2 separate regions of the Zea mays genome follow, and region 2 is linked to region 1. Evidence: chromatin contacts called from public Hi-C data. All regions are on one chromosome and are shown on one strand. Each heading gives the region's core, a stretch centred on a gene start, on an enhancer-like site or on the middle of the called end of the contact. The rest is flanking DNA. Distances are from core to core; before and after follow the strand shown. Region 1 holds the start of LOC100193704. Region 2 holds the start of LOC100384534 (putative MATE efflux family protein).

Region 1 (5,582 bases), core at 1,119-3,618:
AACGTTACAAGGCAATATTTTTGTAGAATAAAATCTTAAAGGAAACTCAACTCCACGAATTGGTCACTTGCATTAAATCATATTGTGGGTCTCTTTTAGTTGCATCTTAAGATGGCGGCAACAAGATTTCAAGCACTTTTTATCTAGTGACCGCAATGCACTGGAGATAAATAAGAATCCAAATATTATTTTTGATAACCTTGACACTATTTAAATCTTCTTATAAGTGACGAAGTAGTTTGATCAACAATAAAAACGTATAGATTTCAACATTTTTTGCGATTGTAGGATATATGTTAGCAAATATTTTAAGCAAAATAATATTTTTATCTATAATCTCTATATGGATTATTCTAGATTTTGGGGACCCTATATAAAATTAGCTATGAGTATTAACACTTGATAATCTTGCCTAGAATGTCTTCGATTTCTGGGTCTACCACTACACCTAACTGAGTTTAACCCTGCAATAAATAATTAATCTCGTGAAATCATTTGGAGATTTTGACTCAATTTAAATAGGTAGCTACTGTGTAGTTAGGTTGAACCAGGACACCAGGTGTAACACGAGTCACATATGCATGCATGTGTATTGACTCAATCGGCCGGCGCACGCTATGATGGTGCTAGAAAATGTTTTATACGGCTGTGAAAGGTGTAACCTGTGCTGTGTCGCAAACAATATATTGTTTAACTTTGTTTGGCCTTGAACTCCTGGGGGCAAACATAAGATATAAAAGATCGATATGCCTTTCATGATTCCGTCATAATCTCGACCGTAATTAAGGCCCGCTCTATATAAACCTTTAAAGCAAATTGTTAGTCATATAATAATTTATTAGTTGGATTGATGCAACAAATAACAACTATTTATTTAAGATTAACTAACTTCTCAGTTAAATTTAGTCACTAACTATTAGTTTTAGAGGTTTGGAACATGTTATAAGAACCTAACCGGTCTCTCAACGTTACAAAAGCTATCATATTTGAACCCCCGTCATCGGAGCGCACACGTTTTATTTTGTTCTGTTCATGTCTATGCTGAGATACTAAAATTTTGTGCACAAGACTACAAGGACGAGAGCACCTAATGAGGTATTAATCGGTTATTCAAATTCCGTAAGAGTTGGGGGTATTGGAAGAGATTATTAGAATTTTTGACCTGTTAAGATTTAAACCCACTTAATTTCTTGCAACACATACTGCAGGTCCTCAGATAGCGAGGCGCAGTCGCGCAGACCGCAGAGCGCCGAATCGTGAGAAGGATCAGAAGTGCTTGTTACTTCCGTACGGGTTAGAGCATCTCCAACAACGTGACCTATAAAAATGCCCTATAATTTGAAAATGAGTATATTTTATAGAATTTAGGGCACCAACAAAACACCCCGCTCCAACAGTAAAGCCCCAAATCTAGATTATAGGGCAGCCCACTACGGTGTAGTATATTTGAGTCACTTGAGAGGGTGCCCTATAGTTTTTTGACAAAATTTTATGAAATGGAGCACTGTTGGAGTAGTTTTTCCTGTGTAGAGCCCTATATTTCAATTTGAGGCACTAGTTTGAGGCATTGTTGGAGATGCTCTTACAAATACACGGAACATATTTGGGTTCAGCAACAGGGACGGACGGACGGCGCGCCGTGTTCTACAGACTTGCCGTCGCTGCTTCTGCATCTGTTCGAAAACCGTAACCCCCGTGCACCGCTGGTCAGTAGTCGTCGTTTCGTTTCGTTTCGTTTCGTCGCGGCGATCTTCGAACCGATGAAGCGTGGCACTTGGCTGGTTGGTGGTGGTACGCCGGGCCAGAAGGTGACCTGCCTCGATCCGAATACCATGCATCGATCTGTGCACGTGCCTGTTCTCTTCCTACTCCGATTACCGATAGTCCGGGCCGGGAAAAAGAGCGCGAAGCCAGATCTGACCACTAGGGGTCTGTTTGGTTGGTTTCTCTCGCCAACCTGGCTGTGTGAGCCAGGATCACTGGAGCCTGGCTCTGAAGATACGACCAATCTGCTCGTATCTGGTGAGCCTGGCCCAAGGTGCTTTAAGGATCGTGCGAGTCTGGATTCAAATCTACATGCAGACAACCAAACACAGAGCTCGCACGCGCATAGCTTGGCTCATAGCAACCAAACAGCAGCTACCCGCATCCCGCGACGCAAGCACGCGCAGATGCAGGCAACCAAACAGACCCCAGGTGATCCAGGTCGTCGAATGTTCCACGCGAACCGCAGCCGCGAGTGCCGTCTCCGGCTCCGCCACAGGTAGAGCTCAGAGCAGAAAATGCTCCAGCCACCTGTCTCTCTTCTTCCTCCTTCCTGCCCTGCACGCGGCTATAAGTACCCACCGCCATCTCACTTTGCCCAGCAGCACGGCAGTAGCTGCGCCATTGCACGCCTCCGGCCGGCGGCTGCTTGTCTTGCTGCTTCTGCCGCACATCCGTGATCCGTACGTCGTCACCTCACCACTCACGCACAAGCACAAAGAGCGTTAATTTCTTGCTGGAGATTCTATTCTATTTCTATGGCGTGTCCCTGATCGAATCCTAAATCCTAAACCTCTGTGGTGCACTGCAGGGCAGAAGGTGCTTCGTTCGTTGCAGGCCTGGCGCCACGCCGTACCGTGCAAGCGCGTTTGCTGATGTTCATCTAATTACTGTATAATAATATCTCCGGGCGAAAGAGCTAGCAATCGTCGGCGGGGGAGGAGGGGCTCGATTGCTGCTCAAGGTGAGTTGTAATTCCTTGGCTCTGGATTTCCCTATCTGTTGGCTGTTCATGGATCATCCAATGGATGGATGGCGCTCCCTGTTCTCTACACCTGCGTGCTCTTCTTCCCTCGCCTCGCCGGGGTCTTGTGTCAGTTACTGTATCTCCCTGTTGATTTTAAAATCTAAGAAGCAACAACAAAAGATGATTCAAAAAAATATTCAAATTTGAAGGACCACAATGCGTGTGCTACTGCTAGCTATGCTACCATTAGAGCATGCCTTCACTGCATTCTTCTTCTTTTGTTACGAGTGCTTAATCTCATGGCTCGCTCCCTTAATTCTTGCTACCATTAGAGCATCTTCAATACTTTCTAAAAAAAACCACTTGACAAACTAATGAAATCAGTTGGTAAACTAATAAGTTTCACGAGTGACTAAAAAAAAGATAGGAGCTAGCTTCTAGTCCTAGATAATGCTCTTATGAGCTTTCCTTGTCCAGTTGTCCCAACTCCCAACGAACAAAAAAAAAAAGGTAAGAAAACACATTTGGCCTTTCTTCTTTTTTCTTTTCAACTCAAAACGATCGCTCAGTTACAAAAAAAAAAGAGAGCTTGCAATTGCGAGCGAGATACCACCGTTACAGGGAAAAAAAAGACAAGTTGTTCAAGTTCTCTACTAGCTTCCTAGCGCTTCCGTGTCGTTCTAGATGAGCTTCTCTAGCAAAGGACAATAATTTGGTTGCCACGTCAGATGTCGACTCAGTGTCATTTGCTACCAGCTGGCTTATCAACTTGGGAGATTATTGCTCGCACCTGGACCCGGTGTCCAGTCAATTATTAATGATGTTGATCCATCTTCGTATTTTTATCTTGGCAAGAAACTGTTAGTATTAAGTTACTGTCACCTTTGGAAGCTGAATCTCCCCTCGAAGATATCAGTATGGGCATATAGCCATCCGTTCTTATACACAGCTATTTACGTCTATTTTACAATTTTATATCTTCGTCTTCCTCTTTTACACCTACATTCGAACCATCTATTTAGAGCTTTCAATGTGCAATTCGTCTTTGGTCATTGTCAACATGAACCGTCCAGTGATAATGCTTTGATGCTGACTAAGAAGTACGGTCTCCGTTCTTAAATATTTATTGTCTAATATTTATTTTTAAAATAAAACATGATAAATAAAAAAGAACGGAGTGAGTAGAATACATTGTGAGCTGTTGTTGGTTTGTTGCACATTCTTTACTTGTTTTTTTTTACGAACATTTGTTGCAAGCATCAGCAAAGCCGTATAAACTTGTGCAGCTCTAGATAGCGATTTTTTTAAACAAAACCTTAATATTAGATTTTGGAGCATTGATTTAGAAAGCTGAGCAACTCCAATGGGAGAGGTGTTTATTTTCTCGTCCATCCACATCCGCCGTTGGCCCGTTGTTTCTTTTCTACCCGCGCCTGTGGGGCCCAACCGTCCGGTCAACCGACCAGCGTTTCCTGTTCCACCGTACGTCGTCGTTCTCGTTCGGTCGTTTTCGTTCCCCTACCTCCAGTCCAGTCCCAGGTCCGAGCCGGACCTTGATCGCCGCCGTGCCTCGGCGCAAGGAATGGGGCCTTCGGTCTTACCCTTGCACGCGCCGCCGGCATCAGGAGACGTCTCTGTGTGCTTCGCCGTGCCTTCAGCCGTAGCCGGCGCCGCATCAGCGTGCTCCAGAGAGGACCGCAGCTTCCAGCACGTGTCCCTGACACCGCCCCACACTGGATTGGGAAGGGCCGCTGACCCCACGCACCTGCCCGCTGGCCAGTGTTGGAAGGTTTGGGAAATGAGATGTTGATTTTAAGCTGACTTTTGAGGGTTTTAGCTTACAGCTTTTTAAATCAATCTTCGACCAACGGTTTGAAATTCCGTGTTTAGAGTTGAATTACTCGATTCAGAAGTTTAAGTTTCTCTAATTTAAGCTAAAGGGAGAAGAGATGGAGCGCCTGGCTTGAGTTGGCCGCACGCAGCTGGGAAGAAGGATCTGAAAACACTGTCGTCCATGTATTGATTCACTTAAACATTTGTCCGTATCTATTATTTTAATTTTTTTATAATCTACGGTCACAAGATATGCCTGTGTTGTTTGTGAATAGAAAACACTGAACAATGATTGTGAGTCAACAGCTATCATTATTTGTGTTTTGGTTGTGCGAGGGTATACTAATGTCTAATGATTGGCTAAACCTTAGTCTTACATCGCTGTCTTTCCTTGCGCTGTAGGGCAAGGCAACCACCAATTGGGTAAAAGCATATAAGCAGGCTTACCGATCAATAAATATAAAAAAGGGTAGCTTTCAAGAAGTCTGCTTATGTAATACCATTATTTTCCTTTTTTTTACCTCGAAGGAGTGATAATCACCAAAATAGCATTATATTGTCATCATACGGCTGCACTATCTTTTTCTTCTGTAACATGCCGTCTAATTATTATCTTCAGTTTCAGACTCAGTTATTTGAAACATCAAGATGGTTAATTTCGGAAAGAAATTGATGGCTGATCAAGTGGACGAATGGAAAGGGTATGACTTTTCTTTTGGTACTTATGAAATCATCTATTTTTATCTTATCAGGGCAAATGTTCTTTATTTTCATATATGCCCACTCCACTAGTCCACTAGGATACATTAGAACACCATACCGTAGTTATCACCATATCACAGTCCTTACTATCATTATCTGGTTAATTTTATAATTAAATTAAACAAAATCTAGCAGTTATCGAATTGATAGGTTGCACTACAATAATGAAGTCACTTCCCGCTAATGCAAGCTAATGTCACTTTGTTTAACGGTTTATCAGAAATCTTATCAGCTTTTTGGTCTTTCCATTTCTAGA
Region 2 (5,582 bases), core at 961-3,460, 280 kb before region 1:
TAATGTGTCCCAGTAGCAAACTCAGTGTTTCAAATACAAGAGAAACCCAAATTCATCTAAAAAAAGCCTATGGTACTCGTTTAACAGTTTCTTGTGGGTCGCATTAGCAAAAAAGGTACTCAAGTTAGGTCTTTAGGGATATTTGTATGTTACACAATGTAATATCTACCACATTCAACTAAAATAGCATCTGAGTAGATGATTATAAATTGTTAGCACTCGATACGTAGCATAGCAGAAGAAACATGTGTCGATATAGTGAAAGTAGTCATATATCTTCACTAAGCAGTAACAACAACAATTCATTCACTATGCTCCTCAAGTTTGTAGTTGAGCATCACTGCAACAATAGCTACATCGTCTCCATAGTATCCACACGTGCGAGGATAAAATGTCACATGCTAGCACCGTGATAAGGGACTAAGACAAACACAATCATAATGCTTCGAATACAAGATTATATCTTCGAGGACATATGCAAATTCCACAAATGGCCAACCGTTCTGGCGGTCGCTCTATTCATCTATTTGTTGGGTGGCATCCAATGCGTCGATGTAAGGGACTAGATGGCTAGAGGGGGTGAGTAGCCTAATATTTTTTCTACACGGCTAACAACTGTAACAAGAGCCAATATAATTGATATGCAGAAGCAACAACTTGCTCTATTATATAGTGAGCTGGAAACGAGCGGAGACGAGCTCAGCTTGACTTGCGAGCTGCACCTTGATAAATAATATTGTATTATATAGTGAATTAATAAATTATAATTATGAAATATAGAATAATAATGCAACATTAGGAGTAACCTAAATTATAAATTGTCATATATCCATCATTAAAGGCTAATGAACGAGTTAGATATCTATAAAATATCCAATATTTATTATTATTGTGTAGGTTGATTAATTTGGTGTAGCTCGCGAGCCAGAACGGATAGCCGCGGTTGCTCGAGGCTCGCGACCCCCTCTAAGCCAAATCGAGCCGGCTCGCAAGCCTTGATATTGTTTCCCAGCCCTATCCGCCGGCAAGCAGCGGCACACATTTTGAGATGATTTTTGTAGTTTGTTTTTTCGTTATATCTTCTAATTAAAAAATCTAATCACTGAACCAATTTAATATTTGTGTTACTGATTTTTTAAATAAAACTAGACACATATGTTGTATAAAATTGCAAGATTGATTTATACACTCTTATCTAATACATCTTCTAACACAGACAATCAAACACTAGCTATATCTATTCTAAATGCACCAATGCAAACAACTAAACAAAATTCTATGCACGGACCTGGCCTGAGCAAAAAGAGTTTGGCTTCTCACGTATGGACATGGTTACTACCGTGCAACAACCAATCACACGGTAAGCTAAGCTCTTGACGCCATAAGTTCCCATAGCATGTTTTATAATTTTTTAAGCATAGCGAACGTAGGGTTAAACATAAGGGCTAAGAAACACACAATTCAAATATTTATTCAGGCCTCCATTTGTCAACCATAGGCAGGACATGAGCCGCGTTTGAACAGCCGTACTTTCATTTGGAATATTGTGATGACCGGCCAAAACGCAATAAACAAAGGATCTGAACAATATCCCGTTGCAAAACTAGCTTAATTAATTTCGTTTACATGAGCAGGTTGAAGAAATTAACTATCCTAGCAATATACTTTGGGTGCCTAGCTTTTTTTTAAAAGTCTTATCCCCATACCGTTCTTAATTCAATGGAAAAGTCTAGTCAAACGCAACATCACTGACTAAAAAACTAATGGCAACGAAAGTAACTTACTCTTGAAGGAAAAAAGAACCACTCATAAATATCAAAAAAAAAACTTGATTCTTATTACCCAAGAGCTGTGACACTAATATTTTAATTAATGCAAAGTACTGAAGTTACAAAAATTATGTTTGTAACCGAAGCCGAATATAAAAGGTACTACCAGTACAGCCAACATGTATGCTCATGTCATATGTTATGCAGAATTATTAGTATTCCGTTACAGGTACATATTATTGTACAATCCAGTGCGCGAAGAAATGAAATGAAAGTCTGGGCGGCTCTCGGTTGAAAGACAAAACACAGAACCAATCCAAGCGCTGTCAAGGACAGAGAAAAGCTAGTGAGAGAAGGGGTAAGCGGCCAAGGCTTCCCCCTCGCCCCGTTCGACGCCTATAAAAAGGTATCGCCGGGCTTCCCAGTCCCCCGCGCCGCGCGGCTCTCGACTCCACCAACCAAGCAAGCATCCCAGCTTCCAAAGGGGAGACAACCCGAGAAGCGCTTCCCCATCTCCCCCCAACAGAAACTGCGTACGATCTCGTAAATTGCCTGGGAGTTACCAACGCCGCAAAGGTTTTTACTCCCTTGCCTGGCGAAACCGCACGCGCGGGCGGGCAACCAGGAGAGAGAGAGAGATAGAGAGAGAGAGAGAGAGAGCAGGGTATCCCTCTGTTTCTCCAGCAGCCATGACGTCGTGCTCGGGAAACGCCACGGTGGCATGCCGGGATGACGCGCAGCCGCACGGGGACGCGCCCTGCGTCATCGTCTACCCCTTACTCGCCAAGACTGGGGAGGTCCACATCCCGGTGGCCGGAGACGAGGCGCCGGCCGTGCCCGTGCTCACGAGCAAGTCGCCCGGGCGGCTTGCCACCGCGGTGAAGGAGGCCTTGTCCGTCTCCCTGGGAGCGGCGTTCCCGATGACGCCGTTGGTGTCGTCCAGCGACGCGCATGCAGAGGCGCGGTCGATTCTCGGCCTCGCGCTCCCGATGATTCTGACGGGCCTCCTGCTCTACCTCCGCTCCATGATTTCAATGCTCTTCCTCGGCCGTCTCGGCGGTCTGGCCCTCGCTGGCGGGTCGCTGGCCATCGGCTTTGCCAACATCACGGGGTATTCCGTGCTCTCCGGCCTCGCCATGGGCATGGAGCCCATATGCGGCCAGGCATTCGGCGCGGGCAACTTCTCGCTCCTCGGAATCACCATGCAGAGGACGGTGCTGCTGCTCATCGCGGCGGCCGTCCCCATCGGTGGCCTGTGGATGCACATGCGGCCTCTCCTCCTCCTCTGCGGCCAGGACGCCGGCATCGCGGCGGTCGCCGAGACCTACATTCTGGCCTCGCTCCCGGACCTCGTCCTCCAGGCCTTCATCCACCCTGTGCGGATATACCTCCGGGCGCAGTCCATCAACCTGCCGCTCACGGTCTGCGCCGCGCTGGCCATTGTCATCCACCTCCCCATCAACTACGTCCTCGTCACCGTCCTCGGCCTCGGCATCAGAGGGGTGGCATTCGCCTCCGTGCTGGCGAACCTGAACCTTCTCCTCTTCCTCGTCGCCTACATCCTCTTCAAGAGCGTGCACAAGCGCACCGGCGGTTTCTTGCTCTCCCGCGAGAGCTTCCGCGGCTGGGGCGAGCTCGTAAGCCTCGCGCTGCCGAGCTGCGTCAGCGTCTGCCTCGAGTGGTGGTGGTACGAGATCATGATCCTGCTGTGCGGCCTGCTGCTGAACCCGCAGGCCACGGTGGCGTCCATGGGCATCCTGATCCAGACCACGTCGCTCATCTACATCTTCCCATCCTCCCTGAGCTTCGGCGTGTCCACCCGCGTCAGCAACGAGCTGGGCGCGAACCGGCCCGAGGAGGCGAGCCGCGCCGCCGCGGTGGGGCTCATGCTGGGCTTCGCCTTCGGCGGCCTGGCCTCGGCGTTCGCGTTCCTGGTGCGGAACGTGTGGGCGAGCATGTTCACGGCCGACCCGGCGATCATCGCGCTCACCGCGTCGGTGCTGCCCATCCTTGGGCTGTGCGAGCTGGGCAACTGCCCGCAGACGACGGGCTGCGGCGTGCTGCGCGGCAGCGCCAGGCCCAAGGACGCAGCCAGCATCAACCTCCGGTCCTTCTACCTCGTGGGGACGCCGGTGGCGCTCGTCCTAGCCTTCTGGCTCCACTACGACTTCAAGGGCCTGTGGTTGGGGCTCCTGGCGGCGCAGGCCACCTGCATGGTGCGCATGCTGCTGGTCATCGGGCGCACGGACTGGGCGTGCGAGGCCAAGCGCTCGAGGCAGCTCACCGGCGGCCTCGTGGCCGAGGACAGCGACGACAAGGCTGGCGGAGACGAGAAGTCGCGCTTGCTTGGCGACACGGACATCGAGCAAGCGAATGCTCACTCTGATCGGTGTTGATAGCTACAGCGAGAGCCCGCATGTGTGCTCTAATCTACTCTTTTCCCCCTTTCCTATTTCCCTCATTTTCTGTGGCGGGGGAGGAGGAATCAGAGGCTGACAGAGTGACAGTTTTGTTCACCATTTGGTAATTAGCATGTAAAGATTTTGCTGGTTATTATCAAAGAGATTCAACATACAGTATCTAGCGTTGACACGAAAGATTCTTTTTTTTTCTTTAACCTTTTTTTTATTTTTTATTTGAAAATAATAAAAAGAAAGAAAGAAAAAAGGTGAGGTGGGAACGAAACACAGGGCTTTCGCCGCAGCTTGCTCCGGCGTCCGGCCTCCGGGTCAGTGTCTGATGGTCCAGTGTGGCGAGCTGCGTGACGACCTGGTCGCCGGCGCGGGCTAACGAAACGAGTAGTGTAGCACACAACACCGGGTCCAAGTCGCGTGGCGGTGTCAATCACCAAACCAAACCATGCTGCTAGTGCTAGTGCTAGTGCTACCTACGGGGGCCCGCCATGCAATCTTGCGCCGCGCAGCCGTCGGCCGTCAAAACGACGGCACTTTTCTTCCCTCTCGTGCAAGCTCTCGAAAGAGGTAGCCGAAATTGTGGCACGTGATTTGCATAAAGAGACCGAAGCCTGACCAGTAGTAAAGGCACATGTGCAAGCCGAACCTAGAAGAGTCAGACTCTGTTTCCACGAGAGGTCTCGTGACAGGGGATCCCGCGCGAACACGCTCCCACTTTTAGCTGCGGATATGTGTTTTTTTCTCTCTCCATTTTTCACTGCCACAGTAATTTCGCAGCCATTTGTCCGGACTGTTGCTGAGAAGTACTCCGTACAGTAAACGCGAGGCCAATCGACCTCACGCAGGCCGCAGCAACCGCAAGGGGGGAGGAAGATTCCTCCTGTGCGCCCGGCATCCAGGCCGGCTGGGGCAGGCAGGCAAGTAGCGACGTGCAGGGACCATGTGGATCCACATCACCACATGCAGTACCGGGCGCGCATGATCGGGCCCGGGCGGAAGCGCATGACTGCCGCTGCCGCGCAGAGAGGTCCAGGTCCGAGATCCCAGCCCCAGCGGGCGGTGGCTCGGCTCGGCTCGCCTCCCGTCGCGCGTGCGGCCGATGCCATCGGCGTCGGCGGCACCGGCACAGCCACAGTCCGCATAAAAAATGACTCGCCCGCTCAACTCCACTCCTTGGAGCCCCGAGAAGATGGACACTGTTTCGATGCCCCAAAAGCCAGGACTGGCGGTTAGCTACAGTACTATGTACATATATGGAGTATAATAGTACTACTGCTATACTACTCTGTGCCGTACAACCCACTAAAAGTCTAAAACTATCATTTTTAATGCATAAATACAAAGACTGACAAATATATATCAACTGCTGCCCGTGATGAGTTGGAGGAGTCCTGTACTC

Evidence for each region. A called contact is a pair of places that touch in the nucleus more often than the background predicts.
Region 2: a Hi-C map of leaf shows a contact between it and region 1, with 7 times the contacts expected there. The contact joins the promoter of LOC100384534 here to the promoter of LOC100193704 in region 1. A contact is called at or near these places in 2 of 25 Hi-C or Micro-C datasets (leaf and tassel).

What each region holds. Positions count from the first base shown.
Region 1 is chr2:16,980,554-16,986,135 of Zm-B73-REFERENCE-NAM-5.0, reverse strand. LOC100193704 reads left to right here and starts at 2,368. Exons shown (of 12, transcript NM_001358868.1): 1 at 2,368-2,447; 2 at 2,576-2,728; 3 at 5,184-5,265. The coding sequence starts at 5,213.
Region 2 is chr2:17,263,533-17,269,114 of Zm-B73-REFERENCE-NAM-5.0, reverse strand. LOC100384534 (putative MATE efflux family protein) reads left to right here and starts at 2,210. Exons shown (of 1, transcript NM_001177052.1): 1 at 2,210-4,344. The coding sequence starts at 2,459. The coding sequence ends at 4,165.